Linked DNA regions of Gasterosteus aculeatus: region 1 is linked to region 2. A link is a contact called in public Hi-C data. All regions are on one chromosome and are shown on one strand. The core of a region is the stretch at or near the end of the contact, and the rest is flanking DNA. Distances in the headings are between cores, read along the strand shown.

Evidence for each region. Hi-C and Micro-C count contacts between places; a contact is called where the count stands out from the background.
Region 1: a Hi-C map of blood and trunk muscle shows a contact between it and region 2, with 2.1 times the contacts expected there. The contact joins the enhancer-like site here to the promoter of gata2b in region 2. A contact is called at or near these places in 6 of 6 Hi-C or Micro-C datasets (blood and trunk muscle, liver, skeletal muscle and 2 more).

What each region holds. Positions count from the first base shown.
Region 1 is chr17:10,398,972-10,403,414 of fGasAcu3.hap1.1, forward strand. It overlaps eefsec (eukaryotic elongation factor, selenocysteine-tRNA-specific), which reads right to left. Exons shown (of 7, transcript XM_040202727.2): 4 at 4,245-4,409; 5 at 2,858-3,502; 6 at 1,206-1,362. Among protein-coding and RNA genes, the nearest start is that of ruvbl1, 5.3 kb to the right of the region's middle. Within about 2 kb of position 2,525, at least 5 of the 9 cell types and tissues checked have open chromatin away from gene starts, as enhancers often do.
Region 2 is chr17:10,341,063-10,346,012 of fGasAcu3.hap1.1, forward strand. It overlaps gata2b (GATA binding protein 2b), which reads left to right and starts at 3,639. Exons shown (of 6, transcript XM_040204785.2): 1 at 3,639-3,813; 2 at 4,013-4,408; 3 at 4,780-4,950. The coding sequence starts at 4,183.

The DNA of each region.
Region 1 (4,443 bases), core at 1,275-3,774, 57 kb after region 2:
CAACGGCGCCAGCATTCTTCTTGTTATGGTTATGCCAGTGTGAGGGTTGTTATGGTTACAGTGCAGATAGAAATCTTCTCGTTATCTATGATCAGCTAAATATTTCCGTTTATTACCACAGAACACACTCGCACGGCCAAACGTCAGTGATTTCGGTTCACATACAAGTGAGACATTAGAATTGCCCTCAAATACATTTGTATAAGGAAGATATGTCTAAAATGTTTACCAACTACTGTGTAATAAAAAAAACTGAACCACTAAAGCCTGAGAATCAAGATCAGTGCACGTGAAGCATTTTTACGGATGACTAGTGGCGTACGCATACTCGACAGTAGATTCAGATCCAAAATAAAAAACACCAGATGTCAAATTTAGCTTTGGTGGAGAAATAAAATAGTGTCGGCAGTTAAGTTGGTTAGTGAAGTGAAGTTTATTAGGAGCAGTATAAAATCACGCTTAGACCACCGTGTTTCCTTTCCTTATGACAGATAAGAGAATAAAGGAATGAATTTATCAACACGAATTACAAAACACTCTAAATCAAGATTTCACATGTGATCATATTTACTGCTTTTCTTTGAGTTATACTAAAATTATTCTTTTGTTGACAAGCAGAACAACAAATGTGACCGTATTGCCTTAGGCTTTAAGGAAACCACACAGTTCTTATGTAATAATACGGATAATAGTGAGTAGATGAATAGGTGATGAAAACTAATTGTTATCTTATCAACAGAATGTTCTGTTTTAAAGTGTTAGATGAAAACCGCTGAACGTCTGTATTCCAGGAGAAGTGTGCGTTACGGTGTCTCAGACTTTTGAGAATGAAGAGGATGTAGGTGAGGTTCTCTTTCTAAATGTTTTTGTTTTCTCTTCCCTCCCGGTGTGGAGCAGTGGGCTCGGAGCAACAGAAGGTAAAATAAACAGGGAACAGACTTCCCCCGGAACACAGGCAATCCCCAGAGGAATCCTGGGAATGTGGCTCAGGATGTCGGGCCTACCACTATTACCGCATCCTGAAAACGGTCCGCAGAGCCCCGATCGGGAAAGTGCTCTGGATGTGTGTATTTGTTGAAGACGTGGCGATGCGACCTTCCTAAAAGCTACAGGGAGTTTTATGGGCGTGACGCAGCAGCGCTGGTTTTGGTCATGGTGAAACAGAGGTGAAGATGCAGTAACGTCTCACCTCAGGTGAACCTTACCTTGTATTCGGATCTTGAACTTCCCGCTCTGGCCAAACCCACCCTCCACAACGCCAGTCTCGCCTGTAGACAGTACGACCTTCAACCCCAAAAAGAGCTGGAGGTTGGTCTCCTTCTTGAACAGGTTGCGGCCAATCACAGAATAATCGTCAGTCACCTGAGCAGGAAAGAGCAGCGTTAATACAAAGAATTTTAATACAGTATTATGTGATCATCTGTTTATGAGTGTGAAAATGTCGGGGTGTATTTTAGTAGCGGAATCTCATATTGAATTCCTCTGATGTCCACGTCTTGTGGCGTTTCAGGATTTTACTCACTCGTGACAGCAGAGGGAGGATAAGGAGCTGATAGTCTGCCGTGTCCCCTCCCCAACTGTATGACATGCCAGAAGCCACATTCTCCGAGGCCTGCCGCCTTGCTGTCTCACTCTATCCCTTTCATACTGCATATTTTATGTTGTATTTGTTTGTACTTCTTTCTTATCATCCATCACTAAGTCGATCTAACCCGGCACTAATCTGATAACATGAGGGCACCGCTCTGTCTCCAACTGACCTCCCCCACTACCCGTTCTCCCTCTCTTCTGCCTGACTCTCATTCATTCTTGAACATTTGACCCAGACGTCCCTCCAGCGTGACTGATGCGCTGATTAAAAAAAATACAGTTGCTTTACACGTCTGACAGACGTATGAATTGTGACTAGAGGAGGCCGTCACGTCTCGACAATGCCAGCAATGTGTTCTTCCACAAAAAGGACCATAACTGCCCCTCTCTGTGAGATAGATGAAGAACAAACGTAATGCCACATGACCAAAGTCTGACTTCTTCCTCACGCTGTTCCAATTCTGAGTCACTGACTGGAGCTGTCAACACCCTGAGGTGCTAACAGCAGGAAACTAGTTCACACGCTTGACCCCTGACCTGAGGCTGAACCTGACAAGGGCGCACACAGAAACACTCAACTGTACAGGGCAGAAGAAGAGAGTCACTACATGTTCAGATGGAATACAAACAGTGGAAGTTTGGAGGGTCCTGACTTCTTGAAAAATTCTCAAATCAGCTGAAATCAATAAGAAAAAAGAAACAGCATCAGATAAGCCGAGATATGGATCGGCTCGGCATGAACGGGAGCTCAGGATTCAGGACAGAGCGCAACAACAGTCTCACTGGACCAAAAAGCAATGTGCATGTGTGAGAGAGAAAGAAGCTGAGCAGGAAGAAAGTGGCGCTTAACTGACACAGCCATGTGGGTATTCCTGCGCCGCTCAGGTGTATCCAAACAGGGCCAACCTCTGACAGGCAGACAGAGCTGGTGGCGTCAGTGCGCCACCCACGCACACCTCTGCGTCACGCTGCCTGCTAAGGCATGCACACCCAGCCAGAGCCGGAGACACTGATCACCAGGGCTGAATGTGCGTGGTTGTTTGTGTGTGCATGTTTATGACTTTACAATAGGGGCTCTGTCTGCCAGGCACGGTCCACTGCCACCAGCAATGAGAAACATCCAAAGGGGAAACACAGCTAGAGGGAGCGCAAGGTGACAGAGAGGGCAGAGGAGGAAGGGTACCACTCACGGGTGAGCAGAGAAGATGCCAGTCAGAAAAGACGAAAAAAAGAGACTCATTTCAAATAGAAAGCGTGTCCCACTCACCCTTTCCACCTGACCCTCCTTGTGTTTGGTCTTGTAGATGCGCAGACGAGGCAGGGCCGTCTCAGCGTAGCCTTTATCTTCAAACCCCTGCAGCAAACGGCCCTGGAAAGCCAACCGGCAGGCATTGGCGTGGATATCTGTGTCCAGCTTGGAACCAATCACCAGGCAGAGTGAGGGGCATGTGACCGGCCTCTCAAACTCCAACAAGGCCCATTGTTGTGGCTCAGGACCCAGACTGGCCTCTCCCTGACCAGTGACATACTCATCCTGGTAGAAGTACTCCCTCTCGAAGGAGAAGGGGGAGTCCAGTGAGCAGGGCTGAGGGGGAGACGGCTTAGTGTCTGAGGGCGGCTGCGAGGCATCAGCAGGTGGCAGGCCAAAGAACATCACCCTCGCCATGACCGTCTCATGACCCACTGTGATGTGGAACTTGGCGCGGGTGGCAAGAGAGCCCTTGAAGTAGCCGATCTTCCTCACAGAGATGACTGCTGCATACAGGGTGCGCAGGGACCCTGGGGTGCACACCACACCCCGCTCTAACAGTTTAGGGTCAAACTGTGTCACACACACACCCACGCGGTCCCCCTGCATGGCGCCCGACACTGGCTTCCGAAACATCTGCACGGACTTTATCTTCTTTGTCACCTAACGTCAGAGAGCATAGAGATACAAGTGCAAAATATATTAATACTTCTTTAAGGGTATATTTACACACAACTGACAAGAGAAAGCATGAAGTACATCAATCCACAGCACGGTACATTATGGCTGATGAATACACTTTGTCTTAACTCATAATGCTGCAGCGACGGATGTGTTTGTTGTTAGTTTTTTACCATTTCAATCAATCGTTATTCAGCTTCCACCTAGTTTTTGCATTTAAGAGCTAAAAATTATACAATTTTCATTAAATATGCACTGTTGCTTCAGAACTTGCAGCTGAGAACGGAAACCAACAATCCTTGATTGCGGGATATGGCATACCACAATTTTTTTGTGCTTGTTTTTGTTGTCTATTTCACTATTTGTCTACTACAGATCAGCAGTAGAGGCACAGATCAACACTCCATAACAAATAACTGTTAATTTAGCCATTTGCTGCCACCAAGAGGTGGACAAGAGAAATGTACAGAGAACTGCTGAGCCTGGCTGAAAGTGGGCATCTGGTCCAAATTACCCACGGACCCAGGGTCCCCTCATCCTTCCCTCACATTAAACTAAAACATCTTCTGCACCCATAGGGACATCCTTCCCTCCGTCTGCCCGCTTCCACTCAACTTCTGAACTTCCGAGTCTCTGCGGCTCCCACAAAATGATTTCCAGCGCTCTGATATGTTACCTGCCTGTAAATATCAGAGATTTTGAATTCATGTATTTTTAAGCATACCTTTAGCGCTGGGATTTCCACAGTGTCATTGATGGCCAGCGACCCCTGCAGGATGGTTCCAGTCATGACGGTTCCCTGACCGCGGATGGAGAAACAATGGTCCACAGCCATGAGGAGGTCACCTCCGGGGTCTCGCTGAGGGAGGTACGTCTGCTTCTTCAAAAGCTGACACGGAAAACCAAGATGGCAAGAAGAAGGA
Region 2 (4,950 bases), core at 2,389-4,888:
AGTTTGTATTTAATGGAAAAATACCTTTTCTTCAATCGCCACAAACTCATACGCACTGCTTTAACACTATAATATTCCTTTTTATTCACTCTGGCTTTTGAAGGATGCTCCTTTTCATATTTGTTTCAATGGAAACAACTTTCGTTCCTTAAATTGTTGTCTTAGATGTGTTGAGGATATTGTGGATATAATTTGTCAAAATAGAAGATTGCATATTGAGAATTAGGTCAAAATAGACTAATCAATGGCCTTATCAAACCATCTTCACAGTGTTAATAACACGATACTGCAAGACAAAACATAGATTTAGAGTGTGATGAAAATAAAATCAAACCCTCTCTTCTGGCCTGAGTTTGAAATATCAACTATAACACGGCTTTGCAAAATTATCCTGTATTGAAAATCTTGAAAAAATTATCCAAATATATTTTCTCCCTGGATGGAAGCGGCTGCATCTGTTTAACTCTTATCCCTAAAATCCAACATGAAAGAAATAAGATCCCACAACAAAGAACCGGAACCGCAGATGGCTCTTGCAGATAGCTTAAAAAATAAAGGAAAAGTGAGCTGCATTTGTCGAAATACACCAAATAAAAGCTTTGCACATGCAGAACATTACTCTTGTGAATAATAGCCAATACACCCCCCCCCCCCCCCCCCTTACACACACACATAAACCCCTCCACCCAGACCCCTTCTTCTAATCTATCTATCTATCATTTACACAGATCTGCTCCAGTAAATGATGCATTCGCTGCATTAGATGTATTTGTTGTGCGTGTTTGAAAAGGCGGCGATAATCTGGGAGAGAGAGATAAGAAATGCCATTTATTCCGCAGCACTTTGGAGCCTATTTCCCGGGCCGATCAGCCCCCATTCTCCCCGACACCTCCAGCAGCTCGCTGATAACGATTAGGCTATTTATTATCTTCACAAAGAACAAAGATTAGCCAGCACCGATGAAAAATTACCCGGGGATGGGTTATAATCAGCGGGACCCCGGGATCCCACCAGCATTGGATTTCTATTTCAATCTGGGGGAGCGACTCAACACACGGACACACACACACACACACACACACACACGACAACACGTATAGATACATACGTGCACGTGTCAATGCAATAAGCTCTTGGTGCAGAACATGATTAACTTAATGCACAATGAAGAATGCTACACAAAATGTAAAATAAAAAAATCTTCGTCATAATAATAGCACGAGCCCAAATAATAATCCCCTACAGCAAATTAATTCAGCCTTAATTAAGATGAATACTAATAATAAACGTTTATATTAGCCTATTTATCTATTGTCATTTTTAGCATTCAAACCATAGTGACATTTCATTTTTATCTGTATTATGAGGTAAAACTACTTCCTTCCATTGGCAGTCTCATAATGAGATTCTCGCAGCTGAATCGGACTGTGACCTCACTGCGCTCGTATGAGAAAAAAGACCAGTAGAAAAAAAAAAGGAGGGTGGATTGAATTAATGTCAAATCCTAAAATGGAAGTGGATGTTCGGCGCCGATAAGGTTTTTATCGCCACGCCAGATCAAAAGGGCTCACACTCAAAGCATGTGTATTTCCACATTATCATGCTGATGAGCTCTAATGCTGCCACGCTTGTCCCCCCGGTATGTTCGGCTTTCTTCAGTCCATGCGGCAGATTTCCTCTTAATACTGAAAGAAAGGAATTGTTTTCACTGTGTAAATGAGGAATTTCAGTTCTTCACATAGAAAAACAAACGGATTTATCTAGACAGGCTTTTTAATCACCCGACTTTGACGTTTATCACGGATTTTAAGAGGGACGTTAAGGGAAGTTGTTCTGGAATATATGTTTTATTTTATATGTTAAAAAGAAAGAAAGAAAGATAAAGAAATAGAGATAGCAAAACAAATAGATAGATAGTGCTGTCATTCAAGTTTCGGCCCAACAAAAACCGCTCTAATAATAACTGGATAGCTGTGAGTTGTAGCACACTTAAAGAGAATGAATACTTTTCGAGTTTCAGTCAGATGAACATTCTGCTTCCATGTTCATCGCCTCCTTTTTCGGAATTTCGAAAAATGGGCGTTTTTGACCACAGCGGAAGGGTTCATGTTAATTGCCTCAGAGGTTTTACGCAGTTATTTTGCTCAAAGGCAAGATAGGGAGCCCAATAAAATAAACTAAAAAACTCAGACTGCTTTACGGCAACATTGTTTCCTTTTAGTTCGGCAGTGTTCTTCTCGCACAGCGGTTTCCGTTGGAATCCCATGATGCATTACATTTTTTTCCAATAGAATTGAATGTAATCTAATATTTGCGTATTTATTGCCTTGGCAGTGGTTTGCCACGCAGTGCTGGTTGGCCTGGTCTTACATCCAGGGTGACGCACTGTTTATGCTCCTTAGGGTCAGTGTCCTTCTTTGAGATCACCCACTGGGACTGCAGCAGACGGAGGACCCCCATCTCCCCCCATCTCCCTCCCTCGCTCTCTCGCCCTCTCTCTATCTCTCTCTCACTAGGAAAAGTTCATGTCCTGATTCTGTTTTTCTTCTTCACTGTGAGGCAATGACGTCAGGAGACGGCGTCGAGCAGGCGGCCGTGTCCGCCGGTTGGGGCTGCACGCGCTCCCTCTTCAATTAGTGTCTGTCAATCATGTGCGAGGGTAGAGAGGGGCTAGAGGGGAGAGAGAGAGAGGGGGGAGCGAGGGAGAGGGGGGTTAGAAGGGCGAGAGACAGAGAGAGACAGTTAGAGAGAGAGAGAGAGAGAGAGAGAGAGAGAGAGAGAGAGAGAGAGAGAGAGAGAGAGAGAGAGGGACATATTACTAAACAAAACATTGTTTCTTCACCTAAATGTAAACCAAATGCGTGAGTATAACCCTGAACGCATCTTAACAAGAGTTTAGTGTATAGATTATAACTCTTAAAAATCATTGCTTTATTTTTTGGGGGAAATTGTGTTTTCACAATTAGAAATATTGCTTCACGAAGGCCGAGCGTGACCACAGGCAAATAAATATAGCCTAGTGAATTTCCATATATTTGTCACCAAGAGATGTAAACACACCAGAACACACTTATTTTAGTCTGTATTGTTGAAACAATGGTTCATTAACGGGACAGCTCTCTCCAGAATTGTTTTGGTAGCTACTTTCAACCGTAGTCCGCATATTAACTAGTCACACATCATTACTGGATAGAGACATTACTTTTGAGTTTGTCCAATTATGGCGCTTTGAGCACCAAAAGTAAAATGATGTATAGTCCAATTATATTTGAGACATCTCCGTGGCTAATATTTGCAATAATTTACCGTGATTATGAAATTATACAAAATGGAATTCACCGGGGAGACTAATGCCTATAAACAGCCAGATTTTGGGAATATTACACTCGTGATTAATATTACACTGAAACATTGAATTCCATAGAATAAATAAACATAAAACAAAGTCATAATGTCTCCGCCCTGAGCTGCCAGGCCATGTCTCTCCGTGCGAGTGTTATTGAAGGGTCTTTTTTTCTGGTTGGGGGGGGGGGGGGGGGGGGGGGGGGCGAGGGAGGAGGAGGGACTCTGAGGTTTTGCAGAGGTGGTTTGCAATTGGCTGAGTCAAATCTTTAACGGAGACTCCGCCCCGTGAGCTTGACAAGCCGGGCCGCGCGCTGTCACCCGCACTGGTACGTGTTGCTTTAAGTCCCGGCGGACGGAGAGGACTCTTGACAAACACCAGCCGACTACCGGAGAGGACCCGCCGCAGCACAGAGGGGACACGGAGGGGACACTTCTCCCAAACCGCGCCAGCTAATAGCCGCGGCAGAGGTACGCAGTGTTTGTCTGAGTGTCGTGTTGAGCGTTTTTAAGTGAGAATGCGCGCATTGGTTCGCGGACGAGTTGTGAGCAGAGTGATGCAGTAGTAAATACTTTGCGTGTAGACGAGTTGTTTTGCTCGCAACACATGAGCTGCCCCCCCCCCCCTCTCTTGAAAATATTAACATCCGATGTTTGATCTTTTTTGCAGGTTTTCAAATTCGACTCGATATCAAGGAGGAGAGAGGGGATTTAAAGTCAGAGGAAACACTGCATTAAATGGACACAGTGAAGATCTGGTAAAGAACACACCATTTTAGACCACCCTCTCCCTCTGGATACTCGTTCACTCCAAAGCGCGGAAACACAGAAGCCACCACGATGGATGTGGCGGCTGATCAGCCCCGCTGGATGCATCACCATGCGATGCTGAACGGACAACACCCGGACTCTCATCACCACGGCCTGGGACACAACTACATGGAGCCCACGGCGCAGCTCCTGCCTCCGGATGAGGTGGATGTTTTCTTTAATCACCTGGACTCACAAGGAAACCCGTACTACCATAACTCTGCGAGGGCCAGAGTGTCCTACAGCCAGGCGCATGGTAAGATGAGCTACAATGGCCTTTGTAGTATGGAATGTATTGACTAGGCAAAAGTAACTATTACCGATAATAAAAGAGATAATAAAAGGGGTGGGAGGGATAATAAAAATCTCCCATTTTTATTATCCCTCCAGATAATAAAAATGGGAGATGTTATAATTGGGATTTACAAATAAATAGTGCAATATGCGACATATTATTTCTTAGTTTAGGTATGTATTTCATATATACTATTTCAGGCTATGTTACCTTAAATCAGGCTAGTGAATCAACAAGTGTACTTCATTTTGCATTCAAACTCGCAAGTGACAAAAAAAAAGTAATGCAGAATCAATCATCCTCATCAATTTTGGTCTTTTTGTATTTCTCAGCTCGTCTGACGGGGCCTCATCTCATCCACAGCCCGGGGCTTTCATGGCTGGACGGGGGGAAAGCCGCCCTGTCGGCTCACCACCACCACCACCACAACGCCTGGTCCGTCAGCCCCTTCAGCAAGCCCAGCCTCCACCACGGCGGCTCCGCGTCCCCCGGCGGCCTCTCCG